3 separate regions of the Zea mays genome follow, and regions 1 and 3 are each linked to region 2. Evidence: chromatin contacts called from public Hi-C data. All regions are on one chromosome and are shown on one strand. The core of a region is the stretch at or near the end of the contact, and the rest is flanking DNA. Distances in the headings are between cores, read along the strand shown.

Region 1 (3,469 bases), core at 716-3,215, 190 kb before region 2:
GGCGTTGGGAGGCTTCGACAGCGACGACGGGATCGAGCACGCCTGCTTCAGCGGCGGCCCGCACAGGTTCGGGTTGCCCTCGTACGCCGCCGCCGGCTGCGCGGCAAACGGGCCGGCCTGTGGGATCGCGCCGGTGAAGTTGTTCCGCGACAGGTCCACCGTCGCGTTCGCGGGGACGACGGCGGCCAGCTCGGTCGGCACAGCGCCGGCGAGCTTGTTGGACGAAACGTTGAGGAGGCGGAGTGCGGTCCCACCGAAGTCCGACGGGAGCGAGCCGTTGAAGTCGTTGTCGCTCAGGTCAACAAGCTCCAACGTCCCGAGGCCTCCGACGGGGAGCTCACCGGCGAGGTGGTTGCTGGCGAGCCCCAGCGCAAGGAGGCTCGGCAGCCTGCACAGCGCGGCGGGGAGGCGGCCCGCGAGCGCGTTGCCCGAGAGGTTGAGCTGCTGCAGGCCGCGCGCATAGGCCGCCGCCGCGTCCGGGAGCTCGCCTGACAGCGCGTTCCCGGCGAGCGAGAGGACGCGGAGCTCGGTGGCGTTGAGCAGCGTAGGCGGCAGGCTGCCGCTGAGGCCGTTCCCGGAGAGGTCGAGGTGGCGCAGGTGCTCGACGCGGCCGAGGTCGGGCGGCAGCGTCCCCGAGAGCTGCGCGTTGGGTAGGACGAGGCTGATGACCCGCGACACCGTGGCCGCCGCCAGCGACGCGCCGAGGCCGGCCGCCGCGGTTGCTCCGGTGGCGTTGCGCGCGACCGTCGCGGTGCCGTTGCCGTCGGCGGAGGCCGAGGTCACGTTCGCCGCCGCCGGCGCGGTGTCGTCCTGCGGGAAGCCGTTGCAGATGACGCCGTTCCAGGCGCACGGCGCGGCGTCGCTGTAGCTCCAGCCGGCCAGCGCGCCCAGCGGGTCCGCGGTGACCGTGTTCTTGAAGGACATGAGCAGCACCCCGTCCGCATTGAGCCCGCACGCGCCGGTGCACAGCGAGGCGAGAAGCAGCAGCAGCCACGCCATAGCTCCGCCGCCCCTCCTCCGCCCATCCATTACCTCTGCGGGCGAGCTTTTCCTAGACGGCCGGCACCGACGCCGAGGCCAACATGTCCGTGCTCGATCCTCCTAGCTTCCTCGGTCGGGTGCACAGCAAGCGTTGACCGACCCGGTCCGCGCCGGTTGGCTTCCTTGGTAGCTCAGCGCCCTCCCCTCGCGGTCAGGGCGCAGGGGCAGCAGGTGGAGTGGAGAGGCGGTACGAGCAGTGAGAGGTTGGCAATGGCATGTGATGCTCTGGCGGGCGGGCTGAGCGGAGCGGAATAAAGAAGCGAGGCGCCGGGTGCGGGTGGGGTGGGTGGCCGCGTGGGGTGTGGGAACTGGGAAGCCGAGGCTGCGGCCCGCGACGACAGGACAGACACAGTCACACAGAGTAGACAGGTGCCCGGAACGGCCGTGAATCCTCCCCAGTTTTGAGGTGCCCTGGCCGGCCGCGGGGCTCAGATTCCACGCCCCGGCCGCTATAAATTTTCGAGATTGTGGGACCCGAACGGCAGCCGGCATGCAGTACACACGTCGTTGTCGCCTCTGACCTCGCTCCATCTTCCTTACCGACTACCGATGGAGAAGAGACTGGCAGACTGCTCCGTCGGCCTCCATGGATGCAGATGCAGTAGGAACAACAGCTGTGCTCGGGCCCGTCGTGTGGTGGCGTGGTTCATGGCAATGGCATCGGAAAGCGTCGACCTGACGTGCGTGCCCAGGCCCATCCGAACGTCCGGTCGGGTCTCCATCGATCGCCAGCCGCGCGATGCTTTTGAGTTGGGTCGCGGTTGGGGACGGGCGGATTTGTTTCGGGGGGATATTACGTGGTCTTTGTCCTTAATTATGTGCGGTGTGGGTGCTGATGCAGGAAAAATGAAAGCGACGGATGTACACGTCGACGGCTTTTTTTTTCCAGTTAGTTACTGTTTGGTTGAAGAACCAAGTATAACGGAACCGTTCTGTCCCAGTTTTGTTGTTGTTTGGTTACAAATTAACTAGAACAGAATGGCTCCAATTAGGGAATATTCTCATCAGATCCGGAACCATTCTGCTCCAAAAAATCAACCGGACGGAGCCGCTCCGTTCCAATCCCGTTCTCACAGTCACGCTCCGTTCCGTTCACTCTGCAACCAAACAAAAACAGAGCCGCTCCGTTCCAGATTACCAAACACAGAACAGAGCAGCTCCGTTCCTAGAATCAGGGATAGAACAACTCCGTTCTAGTTGGCTGCTCAACCAAACACTAGATAGCGTCTTTAGTTTGGTACTGTACCGGACGGCGGGAGGCGCTCCTTAAAAAAAAACCCAAACTTTTGGACAGGAAACGGACACTTCATTCATACTTCAACGCTGCTAACGTCTGGGCACCTGCCTGCCGCTTTCGTACACAGTTACACTTCGCGCTCCCCTTCTCCTACCGGCCATTTCTTTTTAAACTAATTGATATTGTAACAGTAGTAACAGTCTACAGTCTACAGATAAGGTATTCCTCTCCCGAACGGTATGTTTGTACCTATATAAATGAAGAGCTTATATAAATAAAGAGCTAACATACAGCCTGTTCATTTTTAACCAATGTTCAGATCGCTACGACTGCAATCCATAAAGACAAAACACTATATAAACAATAGAAGTCATTAGGGATTAAAGCGAAATAAACATGCTAACGATTGAGACAAATAACTCCTATATCCACAAGTGGACAAGTGACTCCATGATGCCAGTGGCGAAGCTAGAGCAAATTTGATGGGGATGCAATTGCTTAATGGGTGCATAGACATCAAGTAATGTGGGTGCATATATGGTGAAAATTTGTACATTATAACTGATTCTGTATTTTTTAGGGGGTGCATTTACATCCCCTTGAATAAACCTAGCTTCGCCCCTGCATGATACCGTTGCAAGAGAGAATCAGAGAAAAATGTAGACATGAGATCGTTGCAATAGTGTATTAACATGGGAGTAATATAATCATGTATACTATGGAGAGGTTCAGTCTGTCTTAGTGTAATATATTATATCCTTTATGTGGTGGTAGCATAGATACAAGCATGAACGGAGCTTGCATATTCAGATGATGACTAAGCTAGGTAGTGGGTGTAAATAGAGAAACTAGAGGCTCTAAACTTAGGTGCTAGGATCTGAACACAATTGTCAAACTGCTTCTACGTTGCTCTACCATTGTTTTACACTACAAGTAAGACGATAGTTATAGCCTTGTATGGACAGTGAGCCCTATCTAGCAGAGGTTTAACTATTTCTATTTGGTTGTAGCTATTATGTCGTACATGGTGCACTCCTTTGGTGTGTCATAGTGGCGAGTGTGACGCGCCATAGTGGCGAGTGTGAGAGCCCACACCATCGAGTACGGTGTAGTTGATAGTCATCGTAGATTGTAGCCATGTATTGTATAATCCTAATGGGTATGCCTATGACTTCAGACGTGGCTACATTG
Region 2 (3,414 bases), core at 667-3,166:
ACTGTTATTGCATTCTCAACCAAGTGGAAGACAGGGCCTTGCATACCAACAAGTTCATCAAAAGGAACGTCCTCTGCTCCATCAGCATCATCCAGACCATCAAGCATCTGCTCCACCTGAGCCTCAAGTCGTTCTAATCGAGCAGCAACATTTTCCGCATTTCTCCTCAAAAGTTCACCAGCACCGATTCCTTGGGCTTCTGCTAATTCATCAATATTTCCATCTGCAGGAACCCTATTATTAGGACCAGCTAGCCTCCTGACAGCCCGAGCACCATGCCTTTCACGACCTCCATCATCCCTCTCAGCATCATGTCCACCAAGTTCACGCAAATGCCTTATGTAGTCCCGTAATGAGGTGGCTCCAAGAAATATAAGGACAATGATAGCTGAGAGAAGGAACCCATGAAGGCAATCGCTAAGAATCAACTGAGCACTGATGTGACTGAGGAACAGCCTTTGCGCTTCACCAATACTTCTCACCAATGTTAACCGCCAAATCCAATAGGTAATGAATGGGATAATCATGAGCCAAACTGAGAGAACAAAGGCAAGCCGAAGGATGAATTGAAACACATGGCATGCTTTCATTCCAACACCAACAATCAGTTCCTGGAAAGGGAGTCTTGTCGGAGCATTATCAGCGTACACGGGTGAGAAGGAGAATGCATGTTTACAGACCTGCAGTGCACAGATGCATAAATCAGAAATTATCTAGAGAAAATGGAGTTATGACAAACAAGACACACATCATCATCATGAGTATGTTTTTTTCCTTGGCGATACAAGCCATTACTACCCAGCCGTACAGCTGTGCTTGGAACCCCCAACTAACACTTGTTCGCTCATTTTCTCTAGATTAGCAAAATGCATTATTCAAGAGGAGGTTTGTTCTAACGATTCCAATCCTATAGAATTCCTCCATTTTTCCTTGTTACAAAGGGGACCTAAGAGAACATAAGGCAACTGAAACTGCAAATCAATCATCAATATCAAGCCAATAGTCTCACTGCTAAGAAGCACAAGATGAGTCTTGCTGCAGGTTAACAGAATTACTATGCCTCTGAAAATACTCTGAAACCACAAGAGCATCGGAGTATTATGAAAATTCATTTGCTAGCTGAATAATCATCAAAACTATGCAATTGCCTGATTCCGAACCTCAATCCCCTAATTCTAGCAACTGAAAAGGCAAGAATAATAGCCTTATCCATTTATCAATGCCTATTAACATAGTTTTGACCCAATCTACACGCCATATCAAAGAAACAGCACCCATATCACCAGCTCAACATTAAATCGATCGATTCCACCACGCAATCGAACTAATCAATCCCTAAAGCAACGACCCAGCGGCGTCCCCGTCGCTGAGTGAGGGCAGGGGCGGCGGCGATATTACCTCGCACTGGCGCGAGTTGCTATGGTCGAGCCACTGGAGGAGGCAGTCCTGGTGCACGAATTTGATGCTTCCGCTGCAGGCGCACGGGTAGCGCAGCGGGTGGTCCTCGTCGCCGCGGTTGCGGCAGATCCGGCACACGTCCCCCTCCTCTTCCTCCTCGTCGTCCTCCTCCCCGTGCGGCGGCCGCGGCTCCTCCGGCAGCTCGCCCGCGACGGACCGTTCGGCCATCTCCGCCATGGCTGCCTCGATGGGGGCGGCGGCGAGGTTAGCCGCGATCGATCGATCGCCCGGGGGGAACGCGGATATAGGCGGTGGTGGGAAGTTGCAGCGAAAACAGGATGAAAAAACGTGGGTTTTTTAGTAGCCTCCTTAATGACGCACCGGTGACGAGGCGCTGGCGGTCGGCTTAACGGGTCCCGATAGGATGGATCCGGTGGTGGGTCCGTGGGTGTGGCCGTGTCGGTTTGGAGATCCGACCTCCGGAGTGTTCTATTTATGATTTATCAAGCTCGACATACTAGAATCTACGCTACGCCTCCTTTTTTTAAGAAAAAAATGGTGGTAAAGTGCTACTTTTGATATTTTTTCCTGTGATTGAAAGCCTATATCGGGATGAAAATGGTCATTAAACATTATTATAACCAGTAGACTTGCACGTACCATATGTGTATAACAGGTTTATTCGAAGAATAAATCTTTTGGGTCAAGCACGGTTGGTTTTTTTATCTTTTGTTATGGATAATGTCTAGTATGTTTTTGTTTACCTTTTGTATATCACACCTTTATTAGTTAAATAAGATATTGCTCTTCTTTGGAGCAACTTAAATAAAGTCGTAAACCAGCCTGAAACCAATATTAGAAGAGGAATCATTTTTTTCTCCAACAGCTCTCTCTTTTCTTTCCCCGAAAATCTTAGTGGCCCACATCCAGCTCCTCTTCTCCCATTTAAGACTGTTTGGTTGGCTTCTCTACGTAGCCTGGCTGCATGAGTCAGGCCGACGGGAGCCTGGCTCCATAAATGCAACCAATTTGCTCGTGCCTGCAGAGCCTGGCTTAGGATGATTTGAGTATCAGGGTGCTTTGAGTATCGTGCGAGCCTGGCTCTACATCTGCATGCAGGTAACCAAACACACACCTCGCACGTATAGAGCCTGATTGACAATAACCAAACACCAGCTCATTGCATCCCGCGATGCAAGCACCAGCAAATACAGGCAACCAAACACACGGTTATTTTCTGGTGAGTGATTCCTCTCTAAACTGGGCGTCCGCGCAACTGAGTTGTCTCCCGCGTTTTTTTTTCATGAGCGTGGTTTTGGTGGAGGAGGGAAGCGACGATGGTGGCAGGAGAGCCATCAGTGGCGTTGGAGGAGGCATGGCGGTGGCTAAGATGCATCCAGCAAGATTTGTCGTACAAATTTGTTGAGCCTAATCACATTGGAACTGGCCGACCTTGTGGGAGGTGGTATCCATTGATGGCATGATCTCGCATAGGCGGCAATGAAGCTCAAAACTGCGATGGTGGAGGCCCCTTGCGAGGTACTTTCCAAGTTGTAAAACCTCCCCATCCCATGTCAGACGGTGTCGGAGTTTAGTCCGACCTAGTTGCATCCTCCTTCTTCGAAGATAGCGGCAACCTCCCTTCTTCGTTCAACCTTCAACAAACGGTATGAAAATTGAAATGTACGTTCAAGAAAATTACATATGGTCGGCTCCTTTTCATTGCATTTCTAATAAACTTAATAATATATTTTCTAAACACAATTCTTTTCCTGCTACAATTGTTGAGGTTCTATCAGGTTGTCCTTTCACTGTGCTATAGAATACCTATTGGGATAGATAGTTGAATCTCATATTTGTTTGTTTTTGTTATGTTGTCATTATTTTAAAAGGAGGAGATTATAAGGAAATGGACTAAGGTCTATTTAATAGTTAAGTTTTGGTGTTTGATGACCAACATAATCATTTGGACTAACATTATTTGCTAGTGTTTATAGATATAGTTCAAAGGATGTA
Region 3 (3,431 bases), core at 917-3,416, 250 kb before region 2:
AACTAGGCATCTAAACCCATGTTATAATGTTCATGTGAAGATAATCTATGCCTGACTACACAGAACAAACTTCCCCATTCGAAAAAAAGGGCACGAAACACCCACACAAGCTATTCTTTACAGTAAATTAAACACACATGGCAAAAACAGCGGCATACCTGAACAAGGAAGATATCTAAAGCAAGAACGGGACTCTGTCCAGGTGGTATCCCCTGGTAGTAGGGCACTAATGAGGTAGTCAGTGCCTTGCCTACCAAAGCACCTACAGTTGCCTGCAGGCCCAGAACTGCAGCAGCCATTCCAACAACGTTAAGCACGATACTGTTTCTCAGATTATTGACCACATCGGCACGTGGAGGAGCCTGAAAGAGGAGAAAACGATTTTAGTTCTTTTTTTTTTTTGTCTCGGAAGCGTGTCCAGAGCATTTTAGCAAGAGCACCACACAGAAGTAAGATAACAGAATTGTGTAGAAGTTTTCACACGAAGCGGCTGTAAACAGGTGGAAGATGGTGCTAATACCATAGGCTACACAACAGAACCATTTTGTTCCATAGAGAAAAAAAAAGAAAATGATGCTGCAGCCCTACAACTATTCTAAGCGATAGAAGTACCTTAGAAGGATCGTTTGCTGTTCTCTTAAGCCTTTCAGAAAGGCGGATGTAACCAAATGACCGGAAGACGCAGATGAAGGCCACGACGATGCCAACCGCAGTCGCACTGAATGTGAAGGGAGCTGTTACATTCCCTGTAGCGACCGCAGAGAACGACAGGATCCCGGCCGAAACGACCGTACACACCAACTGGGACCAGAACCCCAGGGTGCCCACATTCTTGAAATGCCGTGCTGTTTTCTCTAGCTTTTTGCTAACCTGCAAAAGAAAGGTAATCACTGATTGGCTATATACTTGAGAATCATAGCGTGCTTAGTAAATGTACGTTGGGGGGGACACGAGTGTTGGAATCGTAGCATGCATGCTGGGAGCAGGAGTTCTGGAAGTCCCCAGTAACTATATGATGGAGGAAAATAGCTTACGTGCATGACAATCTAGAAAGACCACCATGTTAAAGTTTACTTAGGAAACTACTCTGTTAAAGTTTGACAATTTAACCAAGTCGCTCTATGCTAACAGTCGAGTGACAGAAGACGGTACCTCCTAGCTAACACGAGTGTTGGACTGTTGGTAGATCCCAGTACCTAGGTGATGGAGAAAAATAGCTGGGGTGCCTAAAAATTTAGAAAGGTAACCGTGTTGAAGTTTATCTAGGAAACACAACTCTCTTGAAGTTGAAGGTCACCATGTCGAAGTTTATTTAGGAAACAACTCTCTTGAAGCTTGACAATTTAACCAAGTTACTATAGGATAAGAGTCAAGTAACACAAGGTAGCACCTCTAGCTAACACATGGATATTGGCAAATGTTACAGTAAGTCAGTAACACAACTTCAGAAATCATGAACAAAAGATATCACAGTTTACATGAGATTTTGGTAGAACTAATAAATGTGGTTTCTGAATATGGTAAAACTAAACGATATCACACCTCTTCTGATAAATGGACTAAGGCAATGTATCAAGGATGACAAATATGGTTAATACTGATCGAATGCTAAGCAGCTAAGGTGTGCCACTTCATTCAATCACACCAGACCACAGAAGGCATTTGGTTGCTTCTGTCTTCCTCCAAAGGAGTAGCAGAATAAGAAACTACCACGGCATTGCTTACATTTTCTTTCCTTGCGCATTCGCTGATGTGCTCTACTAGCTCACTCAAATAGTCAAAATACTGGAGAACCTCGTCGCCCAATTGGCAGAAACAACGAGCACGTGGTTGCAAGAATCTCAATCTCCAGACTCCAGGACGCTTGACTAACACTCTATGGCTGTCCTTACCTGAGCCAGCTTGGCGCGTTCGGCCTCGGCCTCCGCGGAGAGAGGGCTGGGGTCAGGAGGACCGGATGCCGCCGCCCCAGCCTCTGGAGCCGCGGCGGCGAGGTGGCGCGGCAAAGAGATTCGGCCGGCGGAATAGAATGAGGTACCACCGACAGCAGCCCCACGACTGGGAGCGGAGAAGTGGGGCTTCGGCGCCGGCCGCCGCCTCAGCGTCGGGAGGGGCGGCCTTGGTGGCGCCGGGGAGAGGTGGAGCGACCGCATTTTGTGATTTGTGTTGTGTGGCGTTCGGGCGGTTACCGGTCACGCGGGTTTTCCACTCATTCTTTGCTTGGGTAGTGCGGGTTACAAAAAGATTCGACGATTAAGGACATTTTCCATATATATATATATATATATATATATATATATATATATATATATATATATATATATTGTAAGGACTTGTTTGAAAATTTAAATTTTTTTCAGGATTCTTGGGAAGGATTCTTAGATTAAGTAAAAAATTAGCTCATTTTTTACTCAAACCCTGAGAATCTATAAGAGGATTTAAGTTTTTAAACTAGCCATAAGCCCATAACAGTACCTCTCCGTTTAGATGTCAATATTGAAGGACATAAAATTGAATTGAGTTCTATACCGAATCAGTCATAGTATTGAAATAAAATGTAATTTCAATTCTATTGTTTAGATGTCACTGAATTGAAATTTAGAATGGTCTAATTCCACTCAATTTTAAGGGGTGATGCTTTGTATCGAGAGAGAGTTTCTAGTCCAAATCCAGAGAATTGGTCTCTGATTTCGAATCTCAATTCTATGTGCAACCAAATAATAGAATTAAAAAAACTGATTCTAATTTTCAATTTTGTGTTCCAATATCTACGTCTAAACGGGGCTATACAAATTTAGGTCCAAAAAGTTCATAATTTGGAGAGGAAAAGAACACACTGAATCATGTGAAGCTTTTAGCAGTGAAAGAAGAAATTTCAGAATGAAAAAAATGCGACGACCTTGGCTATCAAACTATATATCAGAACTTCACAGAATCTGTTGTTTATAATATGCTTTTCAGAACGGAAATAAGAAATAGTTTCCCCAAGCTAGGATTCTAGGTATTAGAAGTTTTCTACAAATGACTTTACCTATACAGGTACGTGATTAGGAAAACAGTATGTTTCTATAATTCTATATTGTCTCCATTGAACTTGACTATTGATATCTGACCAGCAATGGTTTTTTTTCTTAAACGTATAATCACGTAACATGAAAATAGTATAAATATATATACCTCCTCCGTTTCAAAACAACTGCGCTGTTAGCATTTAAAATCTGAACCACAAAGAGAGCGTATTTAGCTTATGGATCACCTAAAGCTATCATATCTCTTATCCGATCTCATATTTTAAACTTCTCTCTATAAATAGTGTTAAATAATATCATCATCTACAGTTCCGTGTTACCTATTTTTCACACTCCACTGAAGACAGTGTTTCCATACGAAGAGTTTATATCTCCTGTCACATCACGTCCTATTAACTATCG

What was found. Hi-C and Micro-C count contacts between places; a contact is called where the count stands out from the background.
Region 1: a contact with region 2 is called in a Hi-C map of leaf, with 6 times the contacts expected there. The contact joins the promoter of LOC103638747 here to the promoter of LOC103638745 in region 2. A contact is called at or near these places in 7 of 25 Hi-C or Micro-C datasets (bundle sheath, ear, leaf and 2 more).
Region 3: a Hi-C map of ear shows a contact between it and region 2, with 1.9 times the contacts expected there. The contact joins the promoter of LOC100273175 here to the promoter of LOC103638745 in region 2. A contact is called at or near these places in 6 of 25 Hi-C or Micro-C datasets (bundle sheath, ear, leaf and 2 more).

Annotation. Positions count from the first base shown.
Region 1 is chr9:101,489,089-101,492,557 of Zm-B73-REFERENCE-NAM-5.0, reverse strand. It overlaps LOC103638747 (probable LRR receptor-like serine/threonine-protein kinase At4g37250), which reads right to left and starts at 1,965. Exons shown (of 2, transcript XM_008661572.3): 1 at 1-1,965. The coding sequence starts at 1,029.
Region 2 is chr9:101,300,676-101,304,089 of Zm-B73-REFERENCE-NAM-5.0, reverse strand. LOC103638745 (probable E3 ubiquitin ligase SUD1) reads right to left here and starts at 1,916. Exons shown (of 9, transcript XM_008661571.3): 1 at 1,399-1,916; 2 at 3-680. The coding sequence starts at 1,635.
Region 3 is chr9:101,546,857-101,550,287 of Zm-B73-REFERENCE-NAM-5.0, reverse strand. It overlaps LOC100273175, which reads right to left and starts at 2,166. Exons shown (of 4, transcript NM_001147620.1): 1 at 1,893-2,166; 2 at 613-870; 3 at 159-362. The coding sequence starts at 2,153.